Regions from separate parts of the Cyprinus carpio genome. Here region 1 is linked to region 2. A link is a contact called in public Hi-C data. All regions are on one chromosome and are shown on one strand. The core of a region is the stretch at or near the end of the contact, and the rest is flanking DNA. Distances in the headings are between cores, read along the strand shown.

Region 1 (5,734 bases), core at 3,217-5,716, 150 kb after region 2:
AAAGGGACAGTCAGCAGTGTGTAATAGAGATCGATGGTTAAGAGGGGGGCCATTGAGATGAGTAATCTGGTAGACTTGTGAGAACCAGTGACAGGGCGATCTGCGGTTAAATCTGAGCACATCATTGCATTCTTCTGTGCTTTCCCATCACAAATTCAACACCCGACATCACCCCTCCCCCTAGATCCCAGTCTACCCCCTGCAGGCATGGTGAAACATGCCAGTGTCCTTATCAATTTCATACAAGTGGAGATAAAATAAAGGCAGCTTGGTGTGTATTACTGCTGACTTGGAAAAAAGAATGTCCCTAAATAAAATAAAAATAAAAATTCCCCTTCCTCAGTTTCTTAAAATATATACAAATTTTTAGATTCAGATGGATTTAGATTGAAGTCAGTTATTTAAAATAATATTTCACAATATTACTGTTTTTACTGTAATATGTAATATTATCATTAATATTTTACATTACTGCAATCGAATAAATGCAGCCTTGGTGAGCATGGGAGACTTCTATTATTGTGTGCGTTTGTGTGTGTATATATATATATATATATATATATATATATATATATATACATATATATATATATATACATATATATATATATATATATATAATTTTCATAATACAATACTTTTGATATTGAGTCTAGATATGACTTGGACATGTTGTCAGGCTACATGAGAGTCACCCAACAATAAATATTCCCTGAGTAATAACTAAGTAAGAGAGTAAATAAAAATGCACACACAAAAATAATGTCACACTGCATGTCTCAGCAAGTGCACAACTCACAACAGAAGACCTTCACAAAGACTTCAAGGCAGGAGGTGACCCTACACCACTGACAGAGGTCAAGGCAAGCTTAAAGCATGCATGTTGTTTCATTCTGACCCATGACCTGTGCCCTAGTCAGCATCTACAGACTTACTCACCATGCATTGCACAACGGCAAACACAAATGACTCAGTACACAAATAGAGAATTAAAGTCGTCATCATCATTAAATATTAGCCGGAGCATTTGGTAGTTTAATATTTATTTTAACATTGACTCAATAAAATGAGTACATTGTGGTGCCATTTGTTTCCCAATTTTGTTTTGCAAGTTACAAACCTTTGGACCTACTGGCATTGAAAGTATGACGGCACCCCCTGCTGTCATATTTGTTTCTCTAAGTGGAAATGAAAAGTTCAGTGTTCTGCTTTTCCGCATTATGAGCATTAATCCAAATGCCACAAACTGAATTGAAAAAATGTCTTAACAGGGAGCTGGCGTTCTGGCTTTCTACATGGCCCATTATCCCACAATGCCACTGGAAGAGATGGCCAGGAGAGCCAATTTCGTCGCAGTCGTGTCTGTACAAACTGTCGGCACTCAAACGTCTTTTCCATTTCAGAAGGATCTGCCAACAAGGTGACCCTTGACGTAAAAACAACACCATTAATCTGTGCACAGTGTCCACAGAATTATTGTTTGTATAATAAACAAAACCCTTTTCCTGGAGAGTTCTAGATAGTGTAATTTCCTGGCATTATTTGTAAATGATATGATATAATGTTTAAATATCTCTGAAAATAAAATAAAACCATATCAGTTGACATAAAGTACAAACAGCAAGTCTGATGTTTTTTTTTGTTTTGTTTTTATAAACACATTTTGGAGGCTAATTATTCCAACAAATCCACTTCAGCCTAAAGCAATCTGTCATTGAGTAGGTGGTTCATTGTTTGCAGTAGGTCAAACTTCTGACTTGGTACAAAAAAGAAAACAAAAGAACCAAACAAATCCAACACAATGCATATTATCCTGACAAGATATACAGCTCATTTTTGGTCTCATTAGACCAGACATCCACAGCTGCAGTGATGCAAAACCTTTACTTTGATGTAAATCTTCTTCCTTCATAGTTGAGTAGTGACACTTTCAGATGTTGGATGTTGTCCATCAAACTGTGGCAGTTGTTTTATGCCAGTTACGCTTTAAAAAAGTCAATTTTCTCAGTGTCTGTATCAAAAGAGTCTCTCACTTTTAAAGAGAACGTATCTTCCTCTTCTCAATGAAGAGAACATGTTTGTTCACTGTGGAGAGTAATGAAGAGAAAAATGTTAAAAAAAAAACTTAAAAAATAAAATAAAAAAACAACACAAAAAAAAATAAAACCATCTATTTCAAAAAAACCATTAATAAAACCATCTATTTTAAAGACCCCAAAAACGGTTAAACAGACATAACTTTATACTTTATCTTGACTTGTGTTTTGAAGTGGGAGCACAACATATCAAAGGTCTGTTTTGTACACAACCTCAGTGGTTTTCAATCTAGTGTCCCCAGAACACTTGAGAGAAAAAATATTTTATAAAGTGAATTTTGAAGGGTGGTCATAGGTAGCATGTTAAATTAATATATTTATTAAATATGTGTAACACAATATTTAACCTATTTACCAAATATGATTGCATTGTCTTTCTGATTTTAAAGGGAAATTACAAGATAGCAATCATTTTTTCTAATAGCAGTCTTAGAAAAAAAAAAAAAAAACTAAACCTTCATAAGTGCTTAACTATCCTTAAGCATACACTATTTAGGTGACACTTTACAATAGGTCTCATTTATTAACATAAGTTAATACATTAGTTAATGAACTAACAATAATGAACACTTATACAGTATTTATTAATATTAGTCAATGTTAATTTCAATAGTTACTAATACTTTTTTTAAAGTTAAGTTTTATTTGTTAACAGTAATTAAGATAAACAAACAATGAACAATTAGATTTTTATTAACATTAAGTCTTATAAAATACAACTGTTCGTGTTAGACACAGTGCACTATATAATGTTAACAGATATAAGTTTTGATTTTAAAAATATATTTCTAAATGCTGAAATTAACTAAATGAGATTAATAAGTAATGTAGCTAACTAATGTAACAAATTAAACCTTAATGTAAAGTGTTACCAATATTTATTTATTTAGAAGTGTTTGTTTTCATGGACTTGCTCACTGGGGTTTTAAGGCAATATTCTCTGTAAAACAACTGTGGAATGATAATCATTTCAAATATTGGTGTATGTACACATTTTAATTCAAAGGTTTCCATTTTCTTTTAAATGAACAGGTTTCTAGTTTATTTGTCTTGACATTAACAGTGGGTAGAAAAAGCAAGATGTCAAAGCAATACAAAGTCAAAGTTTTTATTTTTAATTTTTTTTATAGAAACTGATGTGAATTTATTTTTTCAATTAAGTAATTTTTAAAATGTGTAAAATAACTCTGCCTTTATACTGTGCAATAAGGTTCCTTTCAAAGTGATCATCATATTTGGGAGTCGGAGGAAATAAATTCAGTGCTTGGCATTATACTTACAATGACATAAAACACATCTAATTTTGATCCACTTAGTTTGGCTTCTTTTGATGAAAACAGAATCTATTTGGGAGAAGTAAACATGAGCTAAATGGATTGTTCACCTCACCTATAGGGTCATGCTTTCGCAAAACCAGTTTGTCCCTCAATCGGCCCCTCTTCGTGTTAAAACAATAACCTGTGCCAGCTGCACTCACCATCTGAACCAGCAATGTCCTGAGACACAAGAAGCCAGAGGTAAGTACAAGTACAAAGCACTGACTTCACTGCGTCTGTCTAAAACAAGACATTAAACCAAGCAGCAGGCACTATTTTAAATCAAGTGTTTATCCAGACCTACCAAAATAAACAGCTATCAAAGTTCAACAACAAATCAAAGTTAACAACTGTATGTTCGAAAACAAAACATATAGCATTATTTGACAATGAAATGCATTATTCTGTATACTCTCTGTTTGAAATTTCATAAAGTAATCATACATAAGAGCGCACTTTGGCAGCAGTGCATACTGCATATTAGTACAGCATAGTTAAAATAGTATGTCTGTAAACAAGTGCAATGAAGATGTGGGAATACTCACTTAGATTTGCTCTTGGCAACTAAAATGAAGAATAATTAAAGAGAGGGGGAAAAAAGTAATTAGCACTGACATCTAATAACAGTGTTACGTATGTACGACGTTTATATAAACAGATAATCACCAGTAACATCTACAACAAATCTTTGTGGTATAAAGTTGAACTTCGGCATTTTTTGAATGTACAAATATTATGAATTTACACATGAAACTACTGGTTAGTTATTAGCCGCTAACGCTCCTACTCAGCGCATCTGTTCTGCAGTCTACACGTTTTGCCCGCAGCAATTCTGACAATGAAGCTTTGTAAATATTTTTAGTTTCATATTGTAGATATTACTATAGATTATTATTATAGGTATACTTACGGTTTACTGTAGTGAGAAACATTCTTATTCTTCTATAACAGTAAAGATATAACCGCTCAGAAATGTCACATTGAGCTACTCTGGCTTTAAGTTTCCGGATGAAGCTCCATTGCTTCCGGTGTCATGTGCGTCAGCGGGACTTTGATGGAACTCAAGTAATTTCCATAGACGGTAGGTAATTTCGCCTGTGGGTTAGCGTGGTTCTATACATATGTTATGTATTTCTTTAATATGTAGATATGGAAAGTGGATATGTAAACATGAAAAGCTTAAGAAAAAAAAAAGAAAGAAAGAAAGAATGAATGAATGAATGAAGTCACACTTAAAATACTTATATTATAAATATTAATAAAGTTTATATATATATATGTTTCCGAAAAAAAAAAAAAAAAAAAAAAAAGAAATATGAATATGAATATGAATATGAATGTGCACATTTAGTATGAATGGGTTTTTTATTATTATTGAACAAAAAGCACAGGGGATACAGTATCAAGCACAAAAAATAAAATAAAATAAAAATAAAACATTAAACTCAAAGTAAACCAAGGCAATAGATAAGGGATAGTCTACTAAAAAAAAAAATTAGTAATAGTATGTCATCTTGGTATTTTTTGCCTACTATACTGTGAATTCAGACATACTATTTTTGTCACATATTTAGCCTACTTTATAGTAGGGAAGTATGCAGTTTTGGATGTGGCCTATGGCATTTAAAATATAAAAATATACAGTACTAAAAGAAGTAGTTTAGTGCTAAAAGAACTAAAACTGAAAAATAAATTAAATAAAATGATATTGTTGTAAAACAAATAAAAATGAAAAAAAAAAAAAAAAAACTGTCAAATATAAAAAAAGAGTACACTGTTCATTTACTTGCAGCACATTGTAACAATACAAAGATGGTTGCAAATCAGCAAAATTAGACAAACTTTTGAAGTCTGCCAAATGGCTTACTTTATTTGAAAATAAAATTTTAAATTATATTCTTTGGAGTAACTGTATTATTGGAGCTGTTCCAGGCCCTGTGGAAAGGAGGCTCACATATAAACATTTATTTATTATTATTATTATTATTATTTATTATTATTATTATTATTTTTTATTTTAGTGGCAGTCCTGTTCTGTACACATTTGGAATGATAATTTGGAGCATTCGGTCTTGCATTTAAATTATGTTGTCAGTCCCACAACACCACAGTGTGTACGTGACCTTAATTGCGTACTCTACTTGCGGACCAGCAGCTCATATTCAAGTTTTCTAATGTGGGAGGCAGTTTCTATAGAAGGAGTGATGACTGGTAGAGGGGAAACGATACTGCCAAAAGGAAGACAGGGTTCAGGAAATTAATTGTTGGATGGGCCACACTGCTACCAGCTGGTAGGATGTGTGTGAAATTGCCTGCGTCACT
Region 2 (6,024 bases), core at 263-2,762:
ATATCAGTGACTGTGAAAGTTTCAGGAATGTTTAAAACTGTGTGAAAAACAATCCCGCAACTTTATCATGACTTGTTATAAAGTGCACAGAAACAGTATTACTTTGTTTTAACATGTATAGTTAGTATGTGACTACCTTGAAACCAATAACGGCGCATCTTTTGATAATTGATGATTATAGCGCTCTGTGATATTGTGATATTTTATTTGTGTGTGTGTGTGTGTGTGTGTAGGCTATTGTCCAGGTTGTGTGAAGCCCATTGATAGTGAGACTTTAAACATTAAACAAGCACAACGGGCAAAGACTTATAGAATAAAGGAACTTTGACAACGGCTTCCCATGTTATACGGCGTGACATCCATTACCGTTTTTTCTGGTTTGGTACTTTAGTGAGAGTCTTATGACCAAACTGTTGTAAAGAAAGAATTGTTTATAATTTGTCACACTTTAAATCTTTTATGTTCATTACCCACTCTAGCATGAAGCATAAATGAAACCATGTGTATACCTCACTAGAGATTTACCATAATACATATATATTTTAAATGCATTAATACAATGACAATTATAAATGTGTAAAATCTGAGGGCTAGTTTGTACACAGTAATGAACTGATATGCAGAATGATTACCATATTCATAATCTATATAAATCTTACTTGTGTTTATTCAAAGCATATTCCCTTACGAAAATTAACAATGGTTTTATTGTAATAAAATGGTTTTTAGGCGTATTGATTACCTTTTGTATAACCACAGTTTTACTACAAATACCATGGTTAAACTATGGTTAGTGTAGCTTGTGTTGTGTAGTGTAGGTAATTTGTGGTTACCGATGTTTAACTATAGTAACCATGTTTTATTGGTTCTATTTGTGGTAAAACCATGGTTAATTTTACGGTGTAAAAATAGAAATATATCGTCTTTATTTATTGTTTCCGCATTATATAAACAATAAACAACTCACAATGTACATAAAGTTTAACAGGCCACAATCATACATCAGCACAACCAACAAACAAAAAATACATGTTATGCAACATGTCACATGAACACAGACAACATTCAAACAGCACTAACAGTAAAATTCGATATGTTCCGGCAAGAGTTTTAAGCTTGTCCCAAACTACGTGTATTAGACTATAATTATCGTCATCACGTGACTTTAAGGCGTCTCATGATCTCGTACCTGTACAGCAGTGGCAGGTGTAAATGTATGTGTAAAGGGTGTAAGGAAACACACACCTGTTCCAGTTTGTTCTCTTCATGAGTGACACCGGAATACCATCGACACACTCGATATCTCCCGCACGTCTGGTGAACTGCCCGCTTTGTGCAGGCCTCAGCCGCGGCCTGTGCTCCTAAAATAAGGCGACTAAATGTGCTGCAATTTAATGCCATCGTCAAAGCAAAAATGTCTGTGATGAAATGTGGGCATAATCTAAGTTTGTTAGCGACTGGCTTAAATTTGACGTAGTTCGCTTTTGGAACATTAACGAGGGGGGTGTCTTTGCGCAGCCAATGAACGTCAAGGAGCATCTACAAGAATTCTGGGCAATATAGTTTAATGAATGTGAACGACAAACTACAGAAATACGACAAGGGACTTTGGTTCTGATGAACATCTGCTATAACGTGCTGTTAATGATTTCACAGTCCTCTGAAGTTACTCATCTTTTCCTGTGAGAGCAAATTTGGAGTTCGAACTTGGACTGTACACATGCAGCTGAAATGGATAAATTACTATTTTTGAGTGCACTGAGATTTTATTTAATTAGTAACGCACAATTATATTGCATATTTTTGGTGAGTTTGGGCCTCTGTCCTTCTTCCTTATTTATTTTTTTTTTTGTCCTATAGCTTCATATTATCATATATATATATATATATATATATATATAATATATATATATATATATATATATATATATATATATATATATATAGGATAATATGAATTATTATATTATCCTATTCATATTATCCTATATATAGGATAATATGAAGCTTTAGGACAAATACAAAGGACAGAGGCCCAAACACCAAAAATATGGTGGAGTACATCATTTGGAGTTCCTGATATTTACAGTACATGGCTAAAAATTATGATGAAATTCAGCTTGTTATGTAAATCATTTAAATCTTTATATAACAGTTGAAGACTACTTACATAAAATGCACATAAATATCAATTGTCACTCTATATGTAACAAAAATGTCTTAATAAAATACTTTGCTTTATAATCAGAGCTGTGTAGTTTAGTTTTGTTCTGTGGGGGCAAAACTGCTGTACAGTTGATTGAAATATAAATAAACGTTCCTCAAAAGCCTGATAAAACATTATTTGATATTCATATTTGACTTGATGGATAACCTAAAGGGATATTTTTTTTTTTTTTATTTATACTAAAAGGCCTTTTACCTGCTAAGAAAGTGTAAAATATCAACAGGTTTTCAGCAAAGTTTTGATCATGTTGATAATTGAAAGGACATAGAAATTTGATAAAGTAAATAAATAAAGATACAATATTTATACAGGTGTTATAAGGTTACACAGCATTAACTAACCAACACAGTGATGAAGAGTTAGAACCTGAAATCCTTTATTTACCAGCCTAGACCTTCAACCACAGACTGCACATCAAGCGTCAGTAAGCGTCTAATTGGAGATATCCAGTTGACTGCAAATAATAATAATAATAATAATAATAATAATAATAATAATAATAATAATAATAATAATAATTATTATTATTATTATTATTATTATTACTACTACTATTATTACTACTACTATTATTATTATTATTATTATTATTTGTGCATTAATCCTTGAGGATTATTATTCTGTTTCTTAGAAGAAATATGTGCTATTTCATAATTTGAATTGTATTTCTTACATTGATAACACCTTTCATGTTAATTATAATTTAACATAATTTCACTTGTATATGCTAAAAATAACTTAATTGTGTTGCTTTTAAACAGCAATGTTGAAAATAGAAAAATGTAAAATAATGTCCTATAACCCATGTGTAGCACTCTTTAACCACAAGGTGGCAGTATAACTCTATTGTGTTGTGTGCCTTTTTTGCCTGTTGCCTGTTATCATTTCAAATATTACCATTTTGTTGTCCTTGAAAGTGGGTTTATTAGTAAATTAGAAATATAGAAAGATAACTGAAGCAAGAGACTTTTTAATTTGTAATGAACATCGCATGACAGATAGCTAAATCTTCCCCAAAACAGCATTAGACTGTGTGTTTTACTTTATTATTATGTAAAACACTGTAGTATTCTGTAATTGAAATGGAGTAACACTTTTAACATATGGCTAACGTAGGAAGAATCAAATACATCAGTAAATCATGCTAAATACAATATATTTATATTAGTCTAGAGGTGTTTTTTTTATTAAATTTTTTATTTAATTTTATTTTTACTGTTAAATTATAATAAAGGATTAAACCTAATCTAAAGTCTTGTAAAAATGTAGATGTTGCAAAATACCCTGGAAAGGGAGTATTAAAGTATAATTTGTTTATGGTTGCCTGATAAGCACAACATGAATGACTGCCCTATCATAAATGATCTCTCATCATTTTTATTAATATTCTATTCTATTGATATTCTGTGTATATATATGTATGTAATGTATATTATGACGTTCTTGGGGTGGCTTCACCTCCTAACTGTCTCCACACAGTCTCCTGTGTCGACCACCTCCTTCATCTCTCTGCCTTATATATATATATATATATATATATATATATATATATATATATATATATATATATATATATATATATATAGATTATTAATTTTTATTTTTAATTTTTTTTTTTCCTTCAGTGTGCAAGTAGTTTTAGTAATGAGTCATGAAGCTAACAAATATTTGGAAGAGCATCATTCTTACAGTTATTTGAGACATCAATGCTGTGATATATCTGAAATAATATGCATATACACATTTCAGAATTTAAAATCGAAATATTTATTTCAAAATAAAAGATTTCCACACAGACACATGAATTTGGCCTAAAGCTCAATACACAACTGCGAAACAGCCATGGATGTTTTTAAAATTGACTCAGATCTCAAACTTGGCAAATCATTTTCAACCTAGTACATAATCATTACAAAATTTGATCCGGTGAAATGAGACAATGGGTCATCCATTCATAGTAATGCAAGATAATGAATGCACCTTTAACCAAAACATCAGTTTTGACATTTAAAATGATTATAGAGTGACAAACCCTCATTTTTATGGCCAAATTAGCAACCTAAGATACAAATTTAAATATTTAGTTTTTACATAAAGTGCAGTTTGATAACCAGAACTACAGCAGAAGCACTGATGAACTATGAGCAGGAAGTATTGTATTTAAAACTGTACATACAGTACATGCAAGTATGTACATGCTTATTTTGCTTCTTGTTTCCTCCACACCACCATGCCTGATTTATGAAATATTTTATGTATTTTACAAAGCAAGTATTGTTTGATGTCTTACATTGTCATTACTGTCATCAGTTGGACAAAGCAAAGCTGTCTATCAAAGTTAAATGACAGATTTAGGTTCACAGACCAAAATTAGGATGAATAAATCTGCATCTTTGATTAAGTGCAGAAACTGTAGATGAATGAAAAGCTGATGCATAAACAGGTGCATTCAACATCTTGTGATTGACTCAAAGAAACACAGAAGCAGCACATTGTAACAATGAGATATCCAACATACGCAAAACACTGTGCACAGCAAAATACGACTATCCAAAAATACCACTTTGGAAATGTTTTTTATTATCATTATAATAAATTTTAATTTATTATCAAAGGAACAACACTGCCTTACATATTGCTGTTTTTGTAAGTTGTTTTCTGTCTTTCAACAGTTAAAGCAATAAAGAGAGAGAGAGAGAGAGAGAGAGAGAGAGAGAGAGAGAATACACACCGATAAGCAGGACATGTGCAGAAAGCTGTACAGATGGCTTGCTCAAATTACACAGGTTTCAAAGACCAACAGAGAACAGTTTACAGCACGCAGTCCTTAAACATTTTCTTTCTGTTTTTTTTTTTTTTTTTGGTATTAAATTGGTTTTCGCAACTAGAATCTCTCATACTCCATTTAACAAACACTGAAATTATCTCCCAGATCCTTGAAAGTTGCTGACATAAATAAAGCAACAAAGTCCTTCAAACAGAAGCCACATTTGTTTTGTTTTGTTTCAGTTTGCTGCATCCTGTACAACAAAATACTCACATTCACCCTCAGTTATTATCTGACTGTGGCAACAGTAACCTTGAGATCTCTCTGAAGTTCAATCTTCTTTTCCAAGGAATGTTTTTTCAAGAAATATTGCAACGTGTATCTTTTCTTCAGTGTCTGATGCACACCACACTCACCCTTTGCATCAAACGTTCAAAATCGTTTTGCGTTCCCTGTTTAATCCATCACTGTAAAGAATGGCGTTTTATTTGATTGTAAGGTTGCTGACAAAGAGCATCTGTTCCCAAGTGCGGCAAAAAAGCCAACCAGTGTTTCAGGGAGAAGTGCTCATATGGCTGATATATGATTCAGTTTAAACTGTACCCTGAAAAAAGGGCCAATCAAGACATAAAAGTACATATTATAAAAGTAATCTTTTTTATTATTATTATTATTTGAAAACCACAGTGTGCGCCAATACAAAAGCGGTATTGCCATGTCAGGGTTAGAGGCAGAGCCTAATATGGCTAGAGTTTCCCTCATGTACACCGTTATATTGTGTTCTCTGTGCAATTGCTTCTAGTAATGCTTGTATGGCTCACTGACACAATCCCTGACAGTAGATTCGCTGATGCTAGAAAGTGTTTTTTTGTTTGTTTGTTTTCTTTACATAACAAAAGCTATGTAAATTTGGCAAATTATCTTAGTGCTTGCGCCGCATATACAAAATATCAACAAAGGTCAGCATTTTATTATACAAGATGGTTCTTTCGACACTCAGCAGTGAGGCTCATCCAGTGAACCCTAAATA

The links. A called contact is a pair of places that touch in the nucleus more often than the background predicts.
Region 1: a contact with region 2 is called in a Hi-C map of liver, with 7 times the contacts expected there. The contact joins the promoter of LOC109089781 here to the promoter of LOC109107684 in region 2. A contact is called at or near these places in 4 of 8 Hi-C or Micro-C datasets (liver, red blood cells and skeletal muscle).

Annotation. Positions count from the first base shown.
Region 1 is chrA17:27,760,503-27,766,236 of ASM1834038v1, forward strand. It overlaps LOC109089781 (39S ribosomal protein L33, mitochondrial), which reads right to left and starts at 4,467. Exons shown (of 4, transcript XM_019103739.2): 1 at 4,323-4,467; 2 at 3,958-3,976; 3 at 3,486-3,592; 4 at 1,631-2,085. The coding sequence starts at 4,344. The coding sequence ends at 2,036. LOC109107321 (ribokinase-like) reads left to right here. Exons shown (of 8, transcript XM_042774585.1): 8 at 1,272-1,489. The coding sequence ends at 1,424.
Region 2 is chrA17:27,617,498-27,623,521 of ASM1834038v1, forward strand. LOC109107684 (molybdenum cofactor biosynthesis protein 1-like) reads right to left here and starts at 1,513. Exons shown (of 11, transcript XM_042774551.1): 1 at 1,246-1,513. The coding sequence starts at 1,401. LOC109107317 (fos-related antigen 2-like) reads right to left here. Exons shown (of 5, transcript XM_042774554.1): 5 at 3,971-6,024.